Regions from separate parts of the Capsicum annuum genome. Here region 1 is linked to region 2. Evidence: chromatin contacts called from public Hi-C data. All regions are on one chromosome and are shown on one strand. The core of a region is the stretch at or near the end of the contact, and the rest is flanking DNA. Distances in the headings are between cores, read along the strand shown. Region 1 holds the start of LOC107849284 (nucleolin 2-like). Region 2 holds the start of LOC107849573 (WAT1-related protein At1g68170).

Evidence for each region. A called contact is a pair of places that touch in the nucleus more often than the background predicts.
Region 1: a contact with region 2 is called in a Hi-C map of pericarp, with 3 times the contacts expected there. The contact joins the promoter of LOC107849284 here to the promoter of LOC107849573 in region 2. A contact is called at or near these places in 4 of 5 Hi-C or Micro-C datasets (bud, leaf, pericarp and 1 more).

The regions. Positions count from the first base shown.
Region 1 is chr12:43,548,199-43,554,730 of UCD10Xv1.1, forward strand. LOC107849284 (nucleolin 2-like) reads left to right here and starts at 3,169. Exons shown (of 4, transcript XM_047401021.1): 1 at 3,169-3,258; 2 at 3,333-3,439.
Region 2 is chr12:43,379,367-43,385,974 of UCD10Xv1.1, forward strand. LOC107849573 (WAT1-related protein At1g68170) reads left to right here and starts at 2,988. Exons shown (of 8, transcript XM_047401019.1): 1 at 2,988-3,295; 2 at 4,826-4,888. The coding sequence starts at 3,096.

The DNA.
Region 1 (6,532 bases), core at 1,919-4,418, 170 kb after region 2:
GTACTATTGAGCTAGGTGGTACACCTTACAATTTTATATTTTCACCAATTGCCAAATCTTGGTTGCCGCTTAGATTGGAATATTAGTGAGGGGAGGACGCATAAGATCACACAGCAGGGTGTCACAACCTCAATCAAGTAAATATGTCGTGGTTGGGCTTAAGATCACAAAGCAGGGCTCCTAACCATTGGTCCCAATTTTGAATGACATAGTACTAGATACACAAGATCACATAGCAGGGTACTAAGTTCCCGTGTCATTAAATCACGGTTTCCAGCATAGAGTCATTTGACTTGTATTCTTCGGGTAACCACTTAACTCACACCAATTTAAACTTTAGGCTTGATTTAAGACAAAACATGCATCATACTCGCAACATTCTTTTCTTCTTTTCATTCGAGGCAATTCCTCCGTGGGGTATCGTCATACCCCGACTTGCAAGCCATTAGTACTACATAAATTCTCAAAACCTCTTATGCAAATCATATTATGAACACACATAAAACTTCCATACATCAAATACATGCACAAAGATTCCCAACACATAATAGTCAAGAAACTTCATCATTTATAAAGTAGTACAGTAATGGTTATAAAACTCATGTTCTCAGTAGTTTAACACGAGTGTCATGTGGGGTACAAAAACATCATCATGGGGAAATTAAAGAATTCACAATTCATATTCATCACACCCTTTGAAATTCAAATCACATGTCCACAAATTCAACAATTGAGATATATAAGCAAACAACCCCATGATCTTTCAATATTCTTTTCAAAATCATATCACAAAACATGATGTTGGTATTAAAAACGAAACCCCACTTAAAATAACATATATATATATATATATATATATATATAACTGTTATTTAAATTCATATCAAAATCATGCCCATGAGATTTAGAAAAACCCCACGTACCTTAATTCTAAAGAATTCGTGAAGAAGTTTCGAAAAGATTGGACCTTTAAGCTTGTGCTCAAACCCTAGTTGTTTTCTCGTCTTGTGTTCTTAAAGGATGAACTAGGGATCTTAGGAGAGTTTAGACGTTAATAATAAGCCTAAATTCGTTTAAGGATGATTAGGAACGATTTTGGGATGAGAAAGGACTTAGTTGCCCTTAAAATGACTTAAAAATGATGAATTTACGTCGTTGGGCCATAAGGTATGCGCCGCATTGCCCATCACCTAAGCTAGGCTGGGCGGCGCATTGCCAATCGCCTAAGTTATGCTGGGAGATGCCTAACCCATTGCCTAAGCTTGGTTGGGCGGCGCCTAACTTATGGCATAACCATTCCAGTTGACTTAGGTGATTTGTTAGGCGACACACTCCAATTTGTAAAGTCATAACTTTTCGTTTGGTTATCGGATTTAGGCGAAATTTGTATTGTTGGAAAGCTACTTTGAAGAACTTTCATTTGATATATAGTAGGCCTTTTAATTCGATTTATACAAATAGTTATGGTCGATGGAAATTGACTCAAGTTAAATTATCCACTAAAACTTAATCGATAAAAATGTTTTCAACTCGTCATTGAGTTAAATGACCTCTATGATCTCAATTGTTGCTCAATCAGATTCCCACACTACATAATTGATTGACACATTAAATTTTCATAGGATTTATGGATTTTAAAATATTTACACGTGGAAAAGATGGTTTACATTCTAGCCTGAAATGTGGGTTGTTACAGCTGTACCCAAACTAGAAATCTGAAAACAAACAGAGATCCAGATCGAATTTGGATGAAATCTGAAGTGAACCGGGGTGGTTAACTATTTTCATGTCTTCCGGCAGTGAAGAAAACCAAAGTAAACAGATTAAGTGGGTGCAGCAGTACCGTTTTCCAGCAAGCTCTCGCCGGAACAATCAACCTCCATCGTTTTCTCTCCCTCGCTCCCCTTTTCTCTCTCCCTCACGCCATTTGTCACTTCTTTTTCATTGTTTTTTTTACTCTGTGTTGTGTTTAGTTGTGTCCTCTGGTGTCTTATGTGTGTGCGCATTTTCGGTGGCTTTGTACGTCTTTTTGGTGGCTGTGTTAGTCTATGCGTGTGTGAGTGAGTGGAGGTGAATTTGTTGAGAATGTGTGTGTATATGTTGCTTGTGTTGAATGGAAATGGAGGTGTATTTATGGTGAGTTTCTATGTATGTATTGTGAATTGAAAAAGATGGTTAGTGTAGAGAATTGTGTGTAGATGGAAATTGGTGAGGTGTGAGTGATATAGTATGTGTGAATTTAAAATTCCCGTGGGGTCCCTCCCTTTTGCCATTCTGTTAGTGGTAAAAAAAAATGTGATTAGGGGAGTGTGTGGTGGGGGTGGGGGTCAGGGTAGGGGTATATGAGGGGTAGGGTCAGCTTGTTAAATTTGTTAGGGTGAAGTCTCAAAAATTGGTTGAGAGTTTGTTGGATTTATTATTGAGTAGAAATTATCACATGGGTCAAGGTCTACGGTAAAATGAGGATAAATGAATAAAAATATTCTTTCGGGAGGAATAAAATTACGTGTCTATAATAAGTGAGATATTCAAGATAAAATTGATGTATAATTCAATTATTAGCTACTTTATATCACGTGAATAGTTGGAACATGGAAATATGCTCAAATTTGATCTTTCAGTTGCTTAATAGAAATCTTGCACGTTTGTTGTACTTTAAATTATATTACATAAAAATAATAAATAAAAATAATAATCTTTTTAAAAATTGAGAATTAAATTAAAAAAATTAGCTAGTCACGGATTAATAATAGAGATGAATGCACATTAATACCCGATGAAACCATCATAAGATAGTTCACCCTCTATGTTATCAAAACGTCAAAAACTATATTATATCTACAATCCGACTTTATTTCTAACCTTACTCCGCCACACTAAACCAAAAAATGTGTTAATGATGTAAAAATTATTTATGAGTTAGTTACATGCATATTTAGATGAGAAAGTATTAATTCATAACTTAATTCATAACTCTAATAATATTAAATGAAATATTATTACATTTTAAAATTATATTGATTGTGTGAAAAATTATTACTTACAAATCTTGGATAAGAAAGTCAGTTGAATCTCCTTTGTCGCTCTATATAAAATACATTATTTTATATTTCTATCTCAATTCAGTTAAAGCATTATATAACTTTCTATTCAAAATACTTTTCGATAAGAAAATTATGAAATCTCTGTTACTAATAGAGAATCTCCGTCTTGAGAGTTATCGTCTGATACTTTGTCAGATTTCATTTACATCGATAAGTATAAAACTTATACCTCATTTTTTTTTTCATTATCATTCACTAGTTTTATGACTCTCTCTCCCCCTTTTTCAGAAAACTTTCCGACAACATATCTGAGAAGATCTCCTTTTTTATTATTGGGAATCTCCACCTTGTGGTCGCCGTCAAAACATTTGGTCAGACTTCATTCGCATCGATAAGTATAAATTTTTACCACCTTCTTCTTTTTTTTTGCCTCTATCATTTACCCATTATATGACTCTCTAATTGTATCTAATTCATCCATTTGTCGTCCATCCATTTGTTCATCCATCCACCCAACTGGAACATGTTTGTCTTCTTTATCGCTCTTTTTTGTGTGTTATGACCGTTTAATCACAAACAATGGTTCAATGATATATCTAAGAATATGATTAGATCTGATTTGTTAGTATTTTCAAAAGTTATTTTATATATATTTGAGGTGCGACCTTTTATTCAAATCCTACGAAAGAGGAATATTTTGTGCTCCGATTACTCTTGTTTAAAATAATTTTTTAAAAAGGGAAACATCATGATCATTATCCTGAAAGTAACTTTATAATTGAATTTAATTATAATTAGTGTACTTATACAGTTTTAGATTACTTATCTATCAAATATAAAACTAGTATAAATATTTATTATGGAATTTTAAATTCCTATTTATTCTTTTACTTTTTAGAAAATGCAATTCTTAGAGTTGGATATATTGATTATTCTATGCTATATTTTTTTGGTGAAAAACAAAATTTTTATTCAACCAAGCAAAACTATTTACACCTCCTACTCTTTGGACTTAGAAGCAGGATCTTACAAAACAAACTCTGGGACATCTATACATTGTCTTCCATCCTATTTCCCCTTTCTAGGAGGGGTGGATAAGATAGCTTCCTTTAACATTTACAACTCAATCTAGCAAGAGTACCAATTTTAATAATTTAGATTGTCCTTCCATTTACACTTTTGACCAATAATATAAATCAAGACTATAGTAGTATGGATGCTTACTCATCAACAAAATCTAGGGATAAATTTGATCATTTTTCAATTTTGCTCTGAAAAATTTGTTATTGTCACAGCCTAAAAGACTCTCTCTAAAGAAAACCCTACAAAACCAAAACCCTAGTATTGATTCAGGACAACATGGCCAACACCGTCATCGGTGAGACCATCCCTCCCAAGGACTTCTCTCGGTTACCCACACAAAAGTATCCTAACAATCTCACGTTGATAACCTTAGGCCTAGGGAACAAAATTTACCTCAGTATGTCAATATTATAATACCTAAGCCAACTATTCCTCCAATACCCTAAGTGCCACCAAAATCAATAGTAATGTTACATAAGAACCTAATATTAGGTGGAAGGTATCGAAAGTCAGATCTCTCATCATTCAGGAGAACTTCCAATACACCATTATGGGAAATTCTTATATAAAAATCCTGATATCAAAGAGCTAAGGAGAGCAATTCCAGCCAATGTGGTATCAAGAATGAATGCACAAATGGGTATTAGATTCCAGATATATCCTGATTAAACTTATGAGTTTAGAAGTTTATGTCCATTTATTATCTATAGTGACATTTTATGTATAGACCAAGGAGACGTATTGGCAAATCATAACCCTTAAATGGGATTTATAATTTGAACCCAATGTAGAAATGATGATAAGAGTTGCATGGTATCCTGACCAGATTTACCAGCAAATTCTTTGCCAAGAAGGCAATATTCTTATGGATTTTGCTGTAGGTCAATCCTTTATGATGGACATGGCTATTAGAAATAAGACAATGCTTGTGCTAAGGTCAAAGTTGAGGTAGATTTGACTGCCAAACTACCTAAAAGCATAAGAATAAATGAGGAGGAGGAAAATATGGGTGATATCAAATTTAAGTGGATCAAGATACAATATGACTATATTCTGAAATCTTGTAAAGAGTGTTTCCTTCAAGGTCATGACGAGGATAGTTGTTGGACCATTCATCCAGAGTTATTTCAAATAAAAATGAGGAGAAATGAAAGAAGAGGGAAATAGAAGATACGAACAAAGTGATCATTGGTACAACTGCTAAGTAGAGGAAAATCCTCACGAGTGGTAGAGTGGTTGAAAATAATTACAACAAACAAGAATGGATGAGGAGAAAGAGAAACAAGTATTGAAGGGACTAATATAGACATATCGAGGGAGAACATGAATATCAAGTTAAGAATACCTTTAAGGTATTAAGAGAGAATGATGAAGAGGATAAAGAATGAGAGGACAAGGAGAACAATGAGAATGAAAACACTAAAGACTATGTGAGTAGGATTTTTGATACAAAGAAGCAAAAATCACCATAGGTAAGAGATAAAATAAGTGAAGCAATATTGAGTGAACTTAGTGAAAAGGAAAATGAGTCGGAGAAGGATCGAGAAGAGTCAACTCAAATTAAGAGGAAAGAAACACAAGATAAAGGGGATGATGCTGAAGGAGCCACGGTGGTTTTAGAGGTTGATAATGATGAGGTCTTGTTGCTTGCAACTCTAAAGGGAATGTCTGAGCAACCAATTGAAAGTATTGATACAGATAACATAATCTGGAACAATGAAAATGTGGCTATACATGGGAATTAATCTCCTAAGTAGATTGACAAAATTAAGGAAAACCACACCAAGAAAAAAAAAGTGGGTAAGATGTCTCTGCCCAGACTGTGTCAAGACAAATAAGGAGAACTGCAACAACAAAAAACATTAAACCTCAATGTAAGTGCTAATATAGAATACTATGTTAGTAAATACCTAAATGCATTTGCTAGACTAGTGAATATGCATAAGAGGTATCAATTTTATTTTGTGGGATTGATGGAACCATTTTAAGACAAGAGTTAAAGGTATATAGAAGAAAACTGGGCCTCCAACATGTAGTAGTTAATGTGAATGGGAAGATCTTGGCCTTCATTGATGAAGAAATGGAGTTTGTGATAGTAAAGGATGAAGAACAGATTCCGACACTTAAGCTGCATAATCAAGAGTTAGGATTATAAGTAATGAACTCCTTAATTTATGCTAAATGTACACAAGAGAAAAGATTAAAGCTATGAGACTCAATGTATAATCTGTCCAATTCCAACCAGTTTCCATGGCTAAAAGGAGAAGATTTCACCGTGACTACTTATGAGGAAGAGAATCTTGGGGGTCTCCCAGTAACTGAGGCAGAAGTAAGGGATTATAATCATTGTATTCGCATGGGATGATAGAACAAATGAAGAATGTATTTTTAAAATATTAGAAAGA
Region 2 (6,608 bases), core at 1,738-4,237:
GGGTAATATTTCATTTCCTAAGGGATCTTAATAAAGAAGGAGTTGTTAACTTGTTTTACGGTACTCGAGATCAACTTGCAGACCTGCTGACAAAACCTCTCAAAGTGAAAGCATTTCAAAAACTGCGTGAAGAGCTTGGCATGTGCACAAATTCAGATTTGAACTAATTCTTGACAAGAGGAATGAGTTCAAGGGAGGGATTGTTAGTAGACTTTGAATTGGTCAAGGATTGTTCCATGAAATTCTATTCTTTAGGATTGATACACGTTTTTTTATTTTATATTATCCTAACTACTTAGCAGTTTTTGTGGTCTATTATTTCTCTTCTTGTTAATTGTAGGTCTATATTAAGTCAAGAGTCTGCTCAATAAAACTATCACTTAAAATCTCAATTGTTTGTGTTTCTCTTTTCAACTATCTTTGTTGTAGATCTTTACAAAAATCTCACTCCAAATTTCATTTGTTCTTCTAATAATACTGGACGAGGAAATCACATACACATCATATTCTACCTGTTGAATATAATCTTAAAGCAATTTCAGAAAATCTATAGAAAAAACAAAATACATAAATAAGTATTCCTTCTATAAAATTTAAATTTTTTATTTAATTTTATCTCAGATGAGATATAAATAAGTTTATTTAAAAATTTTATTTCTTTTTTAAAATTTCATGCTCAATTAAATCGTATCAAATAAATTGAGACAACAAAAATACGTAAATGGGGATTGAATTTGGTCACGTATCTATAAGGTTCTTAAATAAGGAAAAATGACATGTTTGGTGTTACACGTTTTTCTGGTAAATATCTTACTTGTATTAATTACTCTACTTTTTTTCTTAGAGAATTTGACATCCATCAAATTGTAGAAATACATGATGTATAGTGAAACAAGGAAGCCAAAAGTAGAAATACATGATGTAAGTGAACAAGGAAGACAAAAGTGCACAATTTTCGGACTACGCTGGTAGGGAGAAAAACTTTTTTTTGGACTTTTTTTTTTTCTTGTCACAATTTTGAAAAAATATTTGCTCTACAGAATAATTTGCTTAAAATAAGAAAAACTACTTTCCTAGTGAAAATGGAAAAACAAGTTTCAAAAGTAAAATATTTGTCCCATTCACGTAAGTAATATTTTCCTTTTTTCTTTATGAATGTTTATGTAACGGGATTAACAAAGAAGGAATTTAGTTTCCCGGTAATTAAATAGGAGTATTTTATTTTTCCTCTTCTTTCCCTCTAAATGTGTCAAGGAAAATTAAATGCTCGAGTAAAAACCGTAAACTAATTATAAAGTTAATCAAGAACTCAATTCAACATAAGTACTTAGTAACTATCATACATGTAATTAGCGCTGTTTTAAGAAGAGATGCAAGAGGATTACGTACAATAATTTTCTTGCAACTATATACGCTCCATCTGTAGTAGCGAAGTCATAAATTTCACTAAGAATATTTAGGAATTAATATAAATACATGAAAGGTAATCTATGACATATATATTTCATATAATTTTCTCTATACAATATAACTTTTAGACGAAGGGTGTTCGACTGACCACCCTCCATTGCATGTGGCTACGCTACTATTCATCCATCCATATTTATTTGTTCATATTTGATTTGACATCCACTATAAAAATAATAAATAAAATAATAATTTTACCATATCATCCTTATTTATTATAGGTCATCTCTCTCATTTGGAAATGAATAATTAATATGTTTGCTTAGGTTAATTGAATTGAAGCCTTTAAATTTGACCAGCGCCAACCTTCTAAGTATGCACTTGAGAAAATGAAGTGAAAATGTAAAGAAGATGAGACAAATCCTTTTGGTATTAAATATTCTCTTCGTCTCAAATTACTTGATATGTTTGATTTTTGCACAATTCTTAAAGACAAATTAATAAATGACGCAAATTAACTAATATGACCCTATTTAATCTTGATTAGACGAGTTTTTTCAATTAATATGAAAATAGTCTTTACTATTAAGGGTAGAGTTGGAAAAAAATAGTTAATTATATCTTGATCATTTAAACATTTCAATTATTTTGAGACAATCTTTTTAACAAACATACCAAGTAATTTAAGCGGAGAAAATAACTACAAAAAGTAGTATAATAGTCAAAGTTTTAAAATATCATTAATAATTGTAGGTTAATTTGATAATAATAAAAAAAAATCTTTTAATAAAAATTTTCTTCAAGTGGTATGTCAAATTAACATGTACTCACTCTGTCTCAAAGTATCCATCCCAAATTGAGATGACACATTTATTAAGAAAAATTATTAATAATATGCTTAATTTATCATAATAATCCTATTAAATGATGTTTACATTTTAATTTGAAGAAAACATAATTAATGCAAAGGGTAAAATATGGAAAAAAAAATTATCTCTTCTTGATTAATGAAAAAAGATAAGTAAAATGCGAAATCAAATTGAAAAATTTGAAACGGTGGGAGTAATATAAAATTAATTAACCTCGTGAAACGGTGACATTTGCCGCCAGCAACGGCTAACTATTACCGGCCAGGGGCCGCCTATGGTCAATTAACAAAGAAAACATGTGCATTGAAATATGAAAAATTAACAGAAAAAAAAAATACTTTACACCCAAAAAGGAGGGGGGGGGGGGGGGGGGGGGGGGGGGGGGGGGCAGTTAATATATTATTTATTTGAATAATACTATTATTATCAAATAAGTAATTAATAAAGGCTTTAGAGAGGGACAGTACAAGAGGATGGAGTGGCCCTCCAAACATGTTTGTGTATTGTACTTAAATAGTGTTAAAAGATCCCTTCGGAAAGACGTAGCTATTTCACCATAAAGCTTTTTACTTATTAAATGTTTGGAAAAAAAAAAATTAAAGTAGAATAAGACATGACTTGTCTACAAGATGGTGCATGCATGCAAGAAAAAGTAGTAGTAAAATTGTGCTGCTTGAACACGCAATTTCGCTAATAAAAAGGGCCAAACAATTGCTCATTTGGTACAATTACTCTTAGTACTAACTCTCTCAAAAAAATATACTTCACTCTTCTTCATATTCTTCTTGTTGTTGTTGTTGTTCTATTCTGTGTTCCAATATGGTTGTAATTGAGAATTATACAGGATTTGAAAGAGTGAAACATGTAGGAGCAATGACTTTGGCAGCAGTGTTGCTGGGAGGAAATATTGTATTGTCAAAAGTGGCAGCAGATGATGGGATGACTATGAGAGTTATGGTTGCTTATAGATGGATCTTTGCTACTGCCTTTCTTGGTCCAATTGCTATCGTTGTTGAATGGTAATAATTAACTTGGCTTTCTTTCATCTTCTTGCTTTCATTCAATCAAAATTCTTGAGAAATCAGACTTGTCAGATGCCTCAAATGGTGCTAGTACTAGCTAAAGAAATGCCACCAAATCCGTAGGAAATTGGCTCGTTCTCAAACATGTTTCTGGTGAAGAAAACTTCATATTTTCGATGGCTTTCCTACGAGAACGTTGATAAGAAAATTCTCATATTTTTAGTGGAAACAAGAACACATTCCCATAATTAGCATTCCACATTGATTGTTTCTTCAAATCCTCCAACAACACCTCATCCTCATCTCCACCCCAATAGCCCCCATCACACCTGTACCCACCACACCCATGCATATATTTCTTATAGTACTTATCCAAATTATATACAAATGCTTTTAGAATAATATTTTTGATCATGTATCAAACACACACACAAAAAAATAAAAGAACCCATATATGCTTCTGAAAGTATTTTTCTCGGAAAACATTTTTCTTTGTACGGACACACCCATAAACTTGCTCATTTGTGGTTGGTGAGTATGTCTCGTCTTATGATATGTTCGTTATTTCACAATAACTTTAGTCATAATTAATTAACTGGGCATAAAAACAACTTTAAGTACGATATCAATCAATGTAAGAAAAATTTCAAGAAAGATAATTACACTCTTCCACCCCATGTGACACTATTACAATTGTAAAAGTTACTAATGAGAATTTTATGTGACCACAAAATTTTAAGAAATTTTGAATTTTAATGCCATTTTTAAATATGTAAAAAGGTGAAGAGTTTATATCTCCATCATATATAGTTGGCAAAGTTATTTGGTATTTGCATTGATGGAAAATAGAAGATATCTAATAAAATAGTTGAGATGACACCTAAATTCTTTCCGAAATTGAATAATTTGACTATTGATCGTACTTGACTCTACCACATAAATGGAACAGAAGAAATAGTTGTTAAAAGAGAAAGCAAAAATAAAAGATTCTAAAACAATCTTTTCCAAGTTGAATAAGTTTTAAAGTAGTGATACTTAACAGTACAAAATAAAAACTATGGGTAAATATGTTCATCAACATGGCTTGTTTTAGAAAAGAATACTTGCCCCTATCTTTCTTGAGTATCGCTTTTGACCCCACCAAGTCTATTATATGCACTTTTAGTTATTGCTTTTGCTCCACCATATTATGTTTTGTGTCCTTTTTATTCTTTTATTTTGTCAATTCCAAAAATACTTCTCTTTCCCTTTTTATTGGTGATGAATGTATCTTTGCGACTTTGACGACTTGAGACTTCTTGGAATAGTCATATCTCATAAATTTTAGAGTCACACATATTGATGTCAACGAGATACTCACACTCCATTTACCTAACACTTTTTATTTTTTTGTATTATACATGATTTGGCTTTTAGTTTATTAAGCAGTAAGTTTTTAAAAATTATTTTAAAATTATGTATATTTGTGAGTTACAATGCAAAATATTTTATTTGACAAGAATTGATTTTGGTTACCTGTTTTTGTAGGAATAAGCGGCCAAAACTAACTTGGACTGTTGTTGTGCAAGCATTTCTCTCAGGGCTACTAGGGTAAGTTACATGCAACTAATATGACTTCCAACCAGAGACGGTGGTAGAGGGTATTTGGGATTTGGTCGAACCCAATAATTTTTATGTATACTTTGTATTTATATTATAAAATTTAGAAATAATATATAAAATATATAGTTGCGAACCCACATACAAATATGGGATGCTGGTACATTAACGGAGGAGAGGTGAGAGTAAAATGTCTTCCACCTTAGAGACGTGGGTTCAAATCCTTTTTATTCTTTGCCTTAAAATTCTAAATCCACAGACCTAAAATCCTGACTTTACCTCTGCTTCCAACAAGCCTAATCTCAAATTATTAAGGTAGAAAATTGTGATAAAGATAACTAAAAGAGAGATTAACATAGGTAGAATGCCTAAAGTTCCTCTAAATTTGACGTTTTTATTCAAATCTCTCTTAAATTATATCAGATTCTAATTACCTCCATATATAAATCCAATTATTATTTGAGGGGGTAACGATTATAGAAAAGCTAAGTACCAGGCATAATTAGGATCAAATATAGGGGAGACTTAGAATAAAACGTACTCCCTCCGTCTCATTTTATGTATCGTCATTTGATCGGGTACGAAGTTTAAGAAAAAAGGGAAGACTTGGTAAAGTTTATCAAATTATCCTTTATCAAAAAATGTGTCAATATTTTTTTTTTAATTAAGTGGGACCAATAAGGGTAAAAGGGTAATTATATTTTTAAAAAGTTGCCTAATAAGGAAATATGACACTTAGTTTAAGACGGACTAAAAAGGAAATGATGGTGAGTATCAAATTTAGGGGGTTTTGGTTATTCTGCCAATTAATAACTTCATTCAAACAATTGGGATCCAAATCAGTAACTCGTTAATGCAAGGTTAAGCAATAGAACTTTATCAACAAACTGCAGGAAGTAAAAATTTGTTTTTAATTAAGATGACTATAATAAAAGATTGCTAGAGGAGAATCTAAAACCATGGGACTTAAATTACATAAAAAGACTAGATGATCAACTTTAAAAGGAGTTCAATCTATTTAGGTAGGATAAAACTATAGATATCTTGGAAATAACGCTTACGTTCCCAATTCCCAAAAACATTGCCACTAGCTAGAATGACAATTCAATTTATTTATTTGCCAAGAATCTACTTGTGATATTTAAAACAAATGTCTCGTTAGACGAATATTTAACTTTTAAGAGATACAATTATTATATTTTTAGAACAATTATTAACGTTTTATCATATTATATCCAAATCCAATTGATATTCGTTGTTAACTCTCTTTTCAAGATTCTCCAGACAAAATTCAGATTAGTACCCTCTTGGATAGGCATAATACCCAATATGACAATGCTTTTGGTATGATGCATATTTAAGGAGTATATAAGACATTATCAACTTTATTTGAACAAAGAAAGAGTCTTTTTATTTCAAGATTCTTATCTCTCAGAACAAATTGAAAAGAGACACCAATTAATGAAAGAAAGCTTTAATTGCATAGCTAATTAGTTATCTTCAGGTGGTTTTCCACAAAAATATCTTCTATAAAAAACAATTTTTATGCTAAAAGTTGATTTGAAAAATTATTTTTAAATGTATAATTAAAAAAGATAACATATGATTATATTGATCTCACACGATAAAGAATACGGTAAGTTTTGAGCTTACTTCCACAATTGAGGAAAAGCAATTAGTGTTTCTTTTATTGCACAATGATTTTGATACC